Linked DNA regions of Culex pipiens: region 1 is linked to region 2. A link is a contact called in public Hi-C data. All regions are on one chromosome and are shown on one strand. Each heading gives the region's core, a stretch centred on a gene start, on an enhancer-like site or on the middle of the called end of the contact. The rest is flanking DNA. Distances are from core to core; before and after follow the strand shown.

Region 1 (5,814 bases), core at 2,099-4,598, 230 kb after region 2:
CCGCAAAACGTACTCTTTCCTACGTTTTCAAACTTTATTTTTTCTAAACTTTTGCTTCTTGTCCATGTGCTGCTTGGACTTCTTCTTTTTAAACGAGTTCTCATTGTCCTCAAAGGACAGCTCTTTCGCGTCTCCCGGGCGCTTCTCCCCACTAGAAAATAAAGGATTAAAAAATCAGTAACCTGTGAACAATTGCCCAAACAAGCGTTCACTCACCTCTTGATCGAAATAATCGTCGACTTGTTCTTCGCCAGCACGTTGTTCCATTCGTCGTCGGTGCCCTTGATCATAAACTGGTCCAGGTTCTCCTTCTTCAGCCGGGCGAGCTCCTTCTTTTGCTTCTTCTGCAGCTTCTTCACGTCTTCGGCGAGGTCTTCGTTGATGCTCTTGTCCAAGGCGACCAGTCCCGCACCGGTGTTGAGCTCGCTCTCGTTTGCCATTGTGCTTTCGATGGTGCTCTCCAGGATCGAGTGCACGTACTTGGTGAGCTTCTTCATGCAGTCGTAAAACTTGGCCAGCACCTGGCCGCTGGGCATGTTGAACTCTTCGGCGAGGGCGTCCATGGTCTTGTGCTGGAGGCCGATGCCGAGCAGGATGGCTTTTTGCAGCGAATCGATGTTGGCGCTGGCCATTTTGGACTGGAAGTACAGCTGGGCCAGGTCCAGGGTCAGATCCATGATCAGTTTGTACTCGACCTGGTTGCGGGTGTACATTTCTAGGCGTTGGACGTCGTGCGGCAGGAAGATTTCGTCGATCGTCGCTTGGGTGAGCTCTTGGCCGGTGATCTTGGCTGCGCGGTTGTCCAGCAGGGACAGGGCCATTCCGGTGGAGAACTTGCGGAACGATTTTCCCAACAGCTTGAGGACGCGCCTCCGGAAGTCTACGTAGTACTGGTTGAGCCAGTCGTTCGTCTCGACCTTCTCGATGCTGTGGCTGATGGGGGAAATCATAATGCACGAGTGTTCGCCGGTCAGGTCGTTCTCCTTCTGGCTCAAGTACACGGGGATGTACTTTTGGCTCTTCCAGAAGCGCAGCAAATCATTCGTAAGGCCAAACGATGTTCCGAGGTAGTCCAAATGCTCCGGTCGTCGTTCGGCTAGACGCTTAAGCAGAGTTGGAACCTTCTTCCTGGGTTCGATGACCTCCTTCAGCAGATTAACCTCGTCGTCGTCGATGCTTTGAATTCCGTTGTCCTCTTCCTGATCTTCCGGGTTATCATTGAGGGGGGCAAAGTTGCCCTCGTAGTAACTGCGCAGCAGTTTCAGCGCCCGTTTACCGTAACCCATCTGAAATAGAGAGTTACATTGAAAAATCCAAAACTTCGCCAGCAATAACCGGACTTACCCTCTGATAATTCGGATGCGTCGCAATGCGCACAATTCGCGCCCCGCTCAACTTCGGGAACTCCCGATCGCCGTACTGCTCGGCAATGTTCCACGGAATCAAATCGCCGGCACTTTTCGCACCCCGAGCGAGCGAGTTCTGCACCGACTGCGCAGAAATCTGCCCCTCCAGACAGACCTGAATCACGCACAAAATTTCCGGCAGCTGGTCCTTCTTGGTGATCGGACCGAGCAGACAGAACAAGTGATGGGCAGGGGCGTCGCTCATCATCTGGAGGTCGTTGGGGCTGTTTTTGTAGTGGGACGAGACGCAGATGGACACGACGCGCTGCAGGAACGCTTCGGCGGCCCGGTGATACGAGAAGAGTGCGTCACGATCGATGTAGTAGAGCTCGCAAGCGTCCGGGGTGGGACAGCCAGAGTTGAGGTTCGCGACTACCGAGGCGTCCAGACAGAGCAGAGAAGTTAGCCAGCTTTCGACGGGGTCGGCCGGGTTGTAACGGATTGATTCGTCCAGCTTGATCGGGGGTGGAGCGCTGTTGTCCTTTTGGATTTGCGAGAGCAGTTTGAGGCTAAGGGAGCGGCCGGTTCCTTCGTAGCCGTTGATGGTGGAGGCCATGAAGACGAGGTACGGCCCGAGCATTGCCTTTACTAGTGGGAGAGGGATGGCGGCGGCTTCGTCGATAACCAGGAGATCGGCGGCATTTAGCAGATGTGCGTCGGAAGGAGAAATGTACTGAATCGTTTGCCGGTTATTCCTTGTTACGTTGATCCTGATGATGGCCTTGTTAAAGTCCGGATTCGTAGATCGGATGATGGTGTAATCCGTGTGCTCCTGGTACTCCAGGGCGTCGAATCCCTTCATGACAAACTCGAAAAGAGTCACCAAATTCTCCGGCGACGGAGAAGTGATGTAGATATTGACATAATTGAACGCAACGGCCGCCGAAATGGCCAGTCCCATGGCGGCGGACTTACCACGACCACGTCCGGCAGTCAACGATGTCGGTGGCTTCAGCTGTTTCTCCGCCAGAGCGTCAATAAACTGCGCGACGGCCTTGGCCTGGTCGTGAGTTTTGCAAATGTTGACCAGCGGCCCTGCCGGTGGCGTATCCGAGAGGCTCTCCTTCAGCTCTTCGAGCATTTCATCGTTGGCACTCTTACGAATCGCGTTGGCCTCAACCGGTCTCACCTCAGCGGTTTTCGACGACAGCGGAAGAACCGTAAGATCGTCGTTCACCAGCAAACAGCGTGAACAGTCCGCAAACGAGAGGATCAACCGTTCGTTGAACCGACACGTGACATCCTGGTGGGCCTCAGTCCTGTATCGCTTGTGCACATCCATGCTCATCGTGTACAGCTGCTTCAGCGAGTTGATGGTCTTCAGCAGCAGAATGATCAACCCACCTCCCTCAACCGTCTCGACGGTTCTTGCCAACAAATTCGGCGTCAACGCCTCGAAATCCTGCAGCACACAAACGCCGTACGTTTTACCCAGAATCGTGTGCGTGTCCTTGTAGTACCTGCCGTGAATCGTGGTCGAAACCCGGAACGTATCGAACAGATCCGACTCGTTGATGTCGATCTTGCCGGCTTGAATCTTCTTCGCCCGTTTCTTCCCGTGACTAAAAGCAAAAACAATATTCCATTAAATCGCTCAGTGACCTATTTCCCCCACTAAACTCACTTCGAAATGGCCTCGTCCTTGTTCTTGTAGCACCACAGCACCGTGGGCCGCGCCTTTACGGACGCCTTCGTCAGCATATCGTACAGAATCGGCACCTGATCGCGGCCCTTGTCCCCGACCACCACGAACATGGTCCGGTGGCCGAGCTTGACGCCGTTCTCGATCATCACCCGGATGCGGTTGTCGATCTTTTTCTTGACCATTGTGGCGACGGGGGGGTGTTGGAACCAACGGGGAACCGAAATTAACTAGATTTACCGACGGGCCACGGATTTCACGTGTTTTCGAACGACACGCGCAGGCGGAATAACCAAAACAGTGCGGCGGTGTTTTGACAGTTTGGCGAGCACAGGGTGACTCTTTTTGATTGGTTGTTTTTTGCGGCACGGAGGGAAATCGATATTTAAATTTAGGATACAGACTTGTTGAAAACGGTGTACAGAAAAAATCGAAAAGAAAATACTTTAAAACTGCAGTGCAATTCTGGAGCAACATTTGAAAGGGGCGGTACGACATTGCTCTTACGGCCTTTCATTACACGCGTTTAAATTATCCAGATAAAAGGAACTAAATTTTTGCTTTTTGATCTTTGAATTAGAAATTTGGGTTTGTTCCAAAATAAATTTAAATTTTGAAATCAAAAATAAATATTTCAATTTGAATTAAATATTAAAAAAAATCATTAAACGCATGCAACCATTTGAAAAGTTCTCATGTATGTTATGTTTACAAACACTGGTCAACAAAATACAACAAAAAGTCAAAAAACGCAAAAAAAATGTGCGGAATATTTTGCTTCATTTCCAAAACGGATTTCACCGGCGCCCAAGAGGAGATCGTAAGAGACTTCAAAATAAATTAATCCGAAATAATTAAATCCCACTCCGCTCACCCTTACAGCTATCCCAATGCCAGTGCCACCTCCAGAACCGCGGTCCCGACGAGACCGGCCGGCTCGAGTTCGATTCGCGGGTGCTCCTACTCGGAACGGTCCTCTGGCAACAGGGCGCGACTCCATGCCGTCAACCCGTCGAAGATGACCGGTTCGCACTTCTCTTCAACGGGGATCTCTTCATGGACCGCCGCGATGGACCACCCGAGGACAGCGATACCCGGTGGTTGTTCCGACAGATTGTGGCCACGCGGGGTGAGGCTGAGGAGTTGCGGGAGCTTTTTGGTGTATTGAAGGGACCGTTTAGTTTGGTGCTGCTGGACAAGGTTCGCCGAAGGGTTTACTTTGGACGGGATTGCTTCGGGAGGAACTCGTTACTGGTGGCTGTTTCGAATGATGGAATCCTGGTGAGCAGTGTTCTTGGTGAGTTCTTTGGGAAATTGTTTACGATGTTTTTGTCTAATGAGATCTATGAATCAACAGGCAACAAGGTTCAGCAGAAAACAGTAGAACTACCCCCAAACGGAATCTATTACGTGGACTTGGCTGAAGACAATCTAGATCTTCACATCTTTCCGTGGAACACCAAAAAGGGAGAATCGGAATCAGCTCTAAATGTAACGTTCGAAGATCCAATTGAACTTCCATGGTTGCATTCAGTAAACAGCGAGATCAGCTTCAACTACCACGACCTTCTTAAAGATTCTAACGTGGATAGTGATCAAGTCTTCAACCTCCTTCTAAACAACCCAGCAGTCTCCAACCTTTGCAACGACCTCATCCGACTGCTTGAACAATCCGTACGTGAACGGGTCGTCAACACGCCTGCTTTCTGTCGAAAATGTCTACCCGCCCGCGATCCTTGTCCACACCCACGACTCGGAATCCTCTTCTCCGGTGGCATCGACTGCACGATCATCGCCCTTCTAGCCGATCGCTTCGTCCCGGATTCAACTCCAATCGATCTGCTCAACGTGGCCTTTGAGAAAATCGTTCGTCCAAACGGGAAGAAACATCCGTCCACCGCTCCTCCACCCATCGACTGGAACGTCCCGGATCGAGTGACGGGAAGATCCACTCTCCAGGAACTGCAACGACTACGCCCGAATCGACACTGGAACTTTGTCGAAATCAACATAACGCGCCAGGAGTTGAACGACCACAAGCGCCGCATCTCCGACCTGGTCTTCCCGCTCAAGTCCGTGCTGGACGAGTCGATCGGGGCCGCGCTGTGGTTCGCGTCGCGTGGTTACGGAACAACTGATGAAGCTGTCGGATATCGGTGTGACGCTCGGGTTCTTCTGCTGGGATCCGGTGCGGACGAACTGTTTGGCGGATACTCCCGGCATCGGGTTGCTTTCTATCGGGACGTGCGGTCAAAAGATGGTCCAAGTGACGCGGAAGTTGAGCAGGGTTTCCGGAGTTTGGCGGCGGAGTTGGAGCTCGACTGGAATCGATTGCCAAGTAGGAATTTGGCGCGGGATGATCGCGTAATCGGCGATCATGGAATCACGCCGCGGACGCCCTATCTTCAGGAGGACTTTGTAGCGTTGGTTCATGGATTGGACGCTTCCCAGAGGTGTTACTATCCGCTCGGGGCTGGAATCGGGGACAAACTCACGCTTCGCCTGTGCGGATATCGGCTGGGATTGCGAGAATCAACCTGTTTGCGGAAACGAGCGCTGCAGTTTGGCTCGAGGATCGCCGACCGAAAGCAGAATGCGGCCGACGAGTCAACGTTTCTTGCGGAAGGTTAGTTATGTCACAGATTTAACCGGAATGGCGTAGGTACTTCAAGGACGTGATATGCATTCATATAGATCGGCATTTAAAGCACAATTTTTAATAAAGAAAGTTTAAAAGTTACCTTAGAATCGAATCTTCACTGCATC
Region 2 (6,060 bases), core at 564-3,063:
GTCCCAGATTTTGCGACAGTTCCACCGTGGACATCCTGGAATGGTCCGCATGAAGGCGATTGCGCGCAGTTTCGTCTACTGGCCCGGACTAGACAACGAAATAGAGGATTTCGTTAAGCGATGCAACCCTTGCTCCATCGCTGGAAAAGCACCCACCAAAACGTGCTTAGAATCGTGGCCAACTCCAAGCAAGCCGTGGTCCCGGATCCACATCGACTACGCCGGTCCCGTGGATGGCGTGTACTTCCTGGTGGTGGTCGACCCATTCACCAAATGGCCCGAAGTGTACGCAACTCGAACGATGACAGCGAAGACCACCATCAAGCTGCTGACCCAGTCATTCGCTACGTTCGGTATTCCGGAGGTTATTGTTTCCGACAACGGAACCCAGTTCACTGGCCACGAGTTCAAGGAGTTCTGCACCAAGCTGGGAATTTGCCACCTTCGAACCGCTCCGTTCCACCCACAATCAAACGGATCGGCGGAACGATTTGTGGACACGCTGAAGAGAAGCCTTCGCAAAATTCGCGCGGGGGGAGAAACCCTGGAGGAAGCACTGCAGACGCTTTTGCAAGTGTACCGCTCGACCCCAACCAGCGATCTCGATGGCAAGTCTCCGGCGGAAGTGATGTTCGGCCGGCCAGTCCGGACCATTTCTGCTCTCCTTCAACCGACCAAGGACAATTCGCCAAGCACCAGCGCTAGGGCGGAGAAGCAGAACGACGCTTTTAACAAAAAGCACGGTGCGATCCAACGGATTTTCAAGCACGGCGATGCCGTCTTCGCGCAGGTCCATCGTGCCAACTCCTGGCAGTGGGAGGCTGGTACCGTGATCGAGAAGATCGGCAGAGTCAACTACAACATATTCCTCGACGACCGCCGACGCTTGATCCGTTCGCACGCAAACCAGTTGAAGACACGATTTCCCGAGACCACAGCCTCGCCAGAGCCGACGCCGCTCTCGATCTTTTTCGACGGTTTTGGATTGGCCGATGCGGTAGCAGCACCAGTGCCTGCAACTCCAGTGCCAGTTCCTGTTCCAGTTGACGACAGCGATCCGGAATTCTCGGACGACGACTCTGAAGAATCTGACGATCAGGAGCAATCCGGTTCATCCGAAGCAGAGTTCGAGGACGCAGCTGTAGAACCACCGGCACCTGCCGCTCTCCCGGCGGGACGAGCTTCTGGAGGACAAGGACATCCGGTACCTGAAGCACCTCAAGGCGCGCCAGCTGGTGGAGGACGAGGACAACGCGCAATCAAGCTTCCAGGAAGATTTTCCAACTTCTGGATGAAATAAGGGGGGAGATGTTCCATCCCCACCATCGAGCGCCCATCGCAGTAGGCTGCGCCTGTGGGTGGTGGAGAAAATTAAGTTCGGTTTCAACAACCACGCAAACCAGTACGAAATATATTCGCTCTTACGTTTTGTACTACACGTGTTTCATTCGTTTCCGGACACATCACTTTCCTTCGGACGGGGAAGTAAATGTTGGCCCCGGTCTAACTTAGAAGTTAGATCGTCAGCTCAGTCCAGGTGTAGGAGACGCGTCTCCCTGGGTCCTGTCTCGGTGGAATCGCTGGTAGGCAGTTGGACGCACAATCCAAAGGTCGTCAGTTCGAATCTCGGGGTGGATGGAAGCTTAGTTTCGAATAGGAATCTCGCAATCGAGAACGCCATGGCAATGCTGTATAAAATGTTCTATTTTTTTTTTTTATCAGATTCAGATCAGATCAGATTCTGAATAAAAAATAAATTGGGTCGCAAAGTGTTCCCCACCATTCAACGCAAAACGAAGCTCTTGTCATTTGGCCCACTCTTGTTCTTCAAAAACAGTCTTCCTCTCGGTGCACCGCAGAAGGCGACCATATCCATCGCGCGCTTTGTTGTTAATTCTGTTCCTCTGATAAGGGCTGATTCATTGTTCACATGGTGAACTAGTGAGAGGCCTAAACGCGACGAAAAAATGTATGAAAAGTGTCTCGCTCAGATTTGTGCCAGATTCAAGTGATTGATGTCGTGAAGATGTGTCCCCCCAAGACCTTGCCCGCGTTCTTTGAGCACCCGTTGGTTCACTTCCGGCAGCGTTACGACTGGGATTGTGGCCTGTCCTGCATCATTATGCTGCTGGGCCGCCAGGAAAAGCAGCAGTTCCTGGCCAATTTCAAGGAAATTTGCACAGCTGGTGGATTCGGAGAAAGGTAGGGGTCAGCAGCAGCAGTGCGTGATTGAAATTAATGCCAAGGTCTTCTATTTCAGCACATGGACTATCGACCTGTGTTATATTCTCAAGGACTTTGGCCTAAAGCATAGGTACTTGACCACGACGTTCGGGGCCAACCCGTCGCACGTGGGCAAGGAGTATTACAAGTGCTTCAATGCTGTGAGTTGAAGGTCGTCGTTTGGCTGCTGGATGTTCATGAGTTGTTTTTTGCAGGACGAGACGCGCGTAAATGAAAAGTTTGAAAACGCATCGCGGATTGGCATTCTTATTGAGATCAAGTCGGTTCAAACGTCGTTCTTGATCGAGCATTTAGCCAACCATGGTCCCATCATTATGCTGACCAACGCCTCTCTACTGCACTGTGACTTGTGCAAAGCTAACAAGCTGTCGTTGGAGCTGAGGTAAGGAACAAACAACCTTTTAGATGTCAACCTCGGAACCCTGCCTGTGACTGTCAAACAGACTCATCGATCTTCGAATTGATCAAGAACCTTGATTCACTGAGTTATTCACAACAGCAATACGGCACACCTCGTCGCGCCGTGGGTGTAATCCCATCTCTTCCGGGATAAAAAAGCGCCGTTTGAAAACGTTGGAGTGCTAGGTTCTACAAGAAACTCAGTCATAGGCTCCATGCCGCGAGCCGAAATGTGACGCAGAAAGGACGCAGGAATCTTGACGGATGAGCGTGAGCACTTGAACGGGCGGAGTACCAGGTCGATGAAAAAACAACGTATGGTGGACGACGGGGACGAACCAGCACTAGCGATGAGGGAAGTTGAGGATGCCATCAAGAAGCTGACGAACAACAAAGCAGCTGATAAAGATGTTATCGGAGCTGAACTCATCAATATGGGCTCGGACAAACTGACAGCCTGCCTACACTGGCCGATAGTCAAAGTCTGGGACACAGAACAGCTACCTGAGGAGTGGAAAGATGGAGTATGTGTCCAATCTACAGGAACAGGGACATGTTGCAATGAGAACAACCGAGCCATCACAATTCTTAACGCGGACTACAAAGTGCTTTCTCAGATCACCTTCTGTCATGTGTCGGAGCGAGCAAAGGATTTCGTTGGTACGTACTAGGCCGGTTTCATGGAGGGGAAATCGATCTCGACCGATCGCGAAGTGCTATGGAATGTCATGTACGAGAACGGCTTTCCCGGATAGCTGATCAGAATGGTGAAATCAACGATGGACGGGGAACGGTGCAGCATGAAGATTTCTGGTCCTTTGTACAACCCGATCTAATCGCGCAAGTTACTGCGACGGTATCTCCGGCCTCTGTTTCAACATTGGGCTTGAATGTGTTAGGGGGCGGGCGGGCTTCATGCGGGGCACGAGTCCCTTAGGGCTCGCATAGGACCGATCGTGACGATCGACGGGGACGAGTTCGAGGTCGTGGAGGAGTTTATGTAGTTCGGATCGTTGATGATGTCGGATAATAACTGCAGCAGAGAAATTCGGAGGCGCATCATCACCGGTAGTCGTGCCTACTATGGACTCTCCACAAGACCTTAAGGTCTGGTCACCTTTCCCGGCGTACAAAGTGTACCATGTACGAAACGCTGATGAGACCAGTCGCTTACGACGTGGACGATGCTCGAAGAGATCCTGCAAGCGCTTGAAATTTTCGAACGGCGAGTGCTTAGCACGATCTTTGGCGACTCTACGGCAAACCAAGTATTCGGATACGGTCAGATACATCGGATGCCGGTGAAGTTGGTGTTCAATTCGGTACCGGTTGAAACGTGCAGTTGAACCGAGTGGAGGATGATCTTAAAAGTGCGGGACTTCCGCAGCAGAATTAGAGAGTAGCCCATAACCTGAGGGTTGTGCGAACAGTAAAAGTAAAGTAAGTTAAGTGTTCGGAAGTTGAACTGTGCACACCGACTCGAGTAGGGTAGGTTGGACAATACGGCGGCTATTCCGGTACGGCGTACTACAACATACTGATAATCACCGAGAAGACCTACAATGTTTTCAGGACCATTTCGTCGATTATACCAGCAGCATATCGTCTATCGTTCAAAGAAGGATTCCATCAGCCTGGACGTCGTAGATCGCTGTTCATGAAGCCGTGCTAATACTTCAAGCCTTCGAGATTGAACTGGAGGTGTGACTCCCACAATGTAGTTCCGGTAGCTCGTAACCTTATTATCAAGGAAGAGATGGGTTTGCTACCTTCGCAACTGTTTGTAAATCACTGAATCTGGTTGACTTACCAGACATGAGTTGCCACAGCTTTGCCACCACAAGGAATGGTCCGAGTCGATGTTCGCTACACGATAGGTTCTGACGTCAATCATGTCCGAGATGTTTGAGGGCCATTTTCTTTCGTCTGTACAAATTTTATTCGTTTTCAGGTCCTGCTTGGGTTTGAAACCTGCCTACATGGGCCACTACATCGTGCTGTGCGGGTACGATCAAAGGATAAACAAGTTTCTCTACAGAAACCCCGCCTTCAAAGACAGTAAGAACCACATCGCCACCACATGTCTTCGTCGAAACTTATCGCCACGTTCGTTTCAGGAGTGTGCTTCATGTCGTTCGACGCGATGGACCGGTCGCGGCGGGTCAGCGGAACCGACGAGGATCTTATTTTAATCTACCAAAACGAGCCATGAACAACGTCGTCGGCGCGGAGCGATCCCTCATCATTTGCATTTAATTTATTCCGGCCCGAGTCGCGCAAGGATTTCGGATTCCACAGCTGCACAAACCCACAGTGTCTTCATCACAACGATTTTTTTTTATTCACTATACTGTATCATAGCAATAATAACTTATGCCCTAAAAGTCCTAGCGGGTAATTTCTACTGATGTGTGCTTTGTACATAATAGATTTTATCTCATTAAAACAAAATAAAACAAATCAGTTTACAATGCTTAACGCGTCTTCATATCATATGTTGTTCCGCGGTGAAAGAGAAACTTGCTTCCGAAAATTGTCTTTCTAAAAACGGGTGGAAATTCCTAATTTGGTTTGTTCTAAACACGACTTTCGCACTCACACACTCATACCACATTGAAAAAACTTGCGGAAAAAAACGCACACAAAACACACTATCCAAGGGGCGACGACTACAGTGTGAAGAATAAGTATGTTTGCTGCTGCTGATGCTGCTAATAATGGTAGGTTGCTACTATTTTATGACTCTTGTAAGGTGGGTAACAAGCTAGAACGAACGAACGAACGAACGAATTCACTTGACCGCAAACGACTGCTCCTCGACCTTTTCCGCGTCCGAGCTCAGATCCTTGACGAGGTGTTCTACGCAATTTTTGGGAATAAGCGTACCGACGATTTTGATCCCTTCCTTGGTTTTCAGTCTGATTACCTGCATCCGGTTCTGGTTGCCGACGCGCGCCGCCAAACTGTTCTCGACCCGGGCCCACACGGACAGGACCGACCCGGAGAGCACGTAGTACGTTCGCCGCCGCAGGCCAACCTAAAATAGATTATGTTAAATTTGTGGTTTGACAACCCAACAAATCGCAACACTCACCTCGCACTCCTGCCCCATCGTGACGTACCGGCACATGCCCTTCCAGTAGCTGTGCGAGCACGTGTTGACCGACGCGTCGTACTGCTGCGTCCAGTGCGACTCCGCCTCGTCGCTCAGCACCTTCTTGTACTTTTTCTCCAGCTCGTCCAGCGACTCGTGCTTGAACTGCAGGCCCGTGTTGGGTCGGTAGATTTGGAACATGATGTCCTTCTTGCTCTTGCCTTCCGGCAGTTTCTTCTTCGATCCGAGGTTGGACTTGGGCGGGGCGGCTTCGATTTCCACCGCCAGGACCGCCGTGTACTTACCGTTGCGGGCCTGCTTGG

Evidence for each region. A called contact is a pair of places that touch in the nucleus more often than the background predicts.
Region 1: a contact with region 2 is called in a Hi-C map of embryo, with 2.4 times the contacts expected there. The contact joins the promoter of LOC120416642 here to the promoter of LOC120416626 in region 2. A contact is called at or near these places in 2 of 3 Hi-C or Micro-C datasets (embryo and whole pupa).

Annotation. Positions count from the first base shown.
Region 1 is chr2:123,601,366-123,607,179 of TS_CPP_V2, forward strand. It overlaps LOC120416642 (RNA cytidine acetyltransferase), which reads right to left and starts at 3,349. Exons shown (of 4, transcript XM_039578452.2): 1 at 3,031-3,349; 2 at 1,345-2,968; 3 at 217-1,286; 4 at 1-151. The coding sequence starts at 3,233. The coding sequence ends at 28. LOC120416648 (asparagine synthetase domain-containing protein CG17486) reads left to right here and starts at 3,735. Exons shown (of 3, transcript XM_052708197.1): 1 at 3,735-3,868; 2 at 3,931-4,345; 3 at 4,406-5,804. The coding sequence starts at 3,809. The coding sequence ends at 5,679. It overlaps LOC120416650 (transcription initiation factor TFIID subunit 7), which reads right to left. Exons shown (of 3, transcript XM_039578459.2): 3 at 5,730-5,814. The coding sequence ends at 5,805.
Region 2 is chr2:123,374,196-123,380,255 of TS_CPP_V2, forward strand. It overlaps LOC120416626 (protein GUCD1), which reads left to right and starts at 1,814. Exons shown (of 5, transcript XM_039578433.2): 1 at 1,814-2,202; 2 at 2,261-2,384; 3 at 2,439-2,626; 4 at 4,595-4,701; 5 at 4,761-5,121. The coding sequence starts at 2,027. The coding sequence ends at 4,855. LOC120416631 reads left to right here. Exons shown (of 1, transcript XM_039578438.2): 1 at 1-1,300. The coding sequence ends at 1,300. LOC120416625 (protein strawberry notch) reads right to left here. Exons shown (of 13, transcript XM_039578431.2): 12 at 5,738-6,060; 13 at 4,960-5,680. The coding sequence ends at 5,435.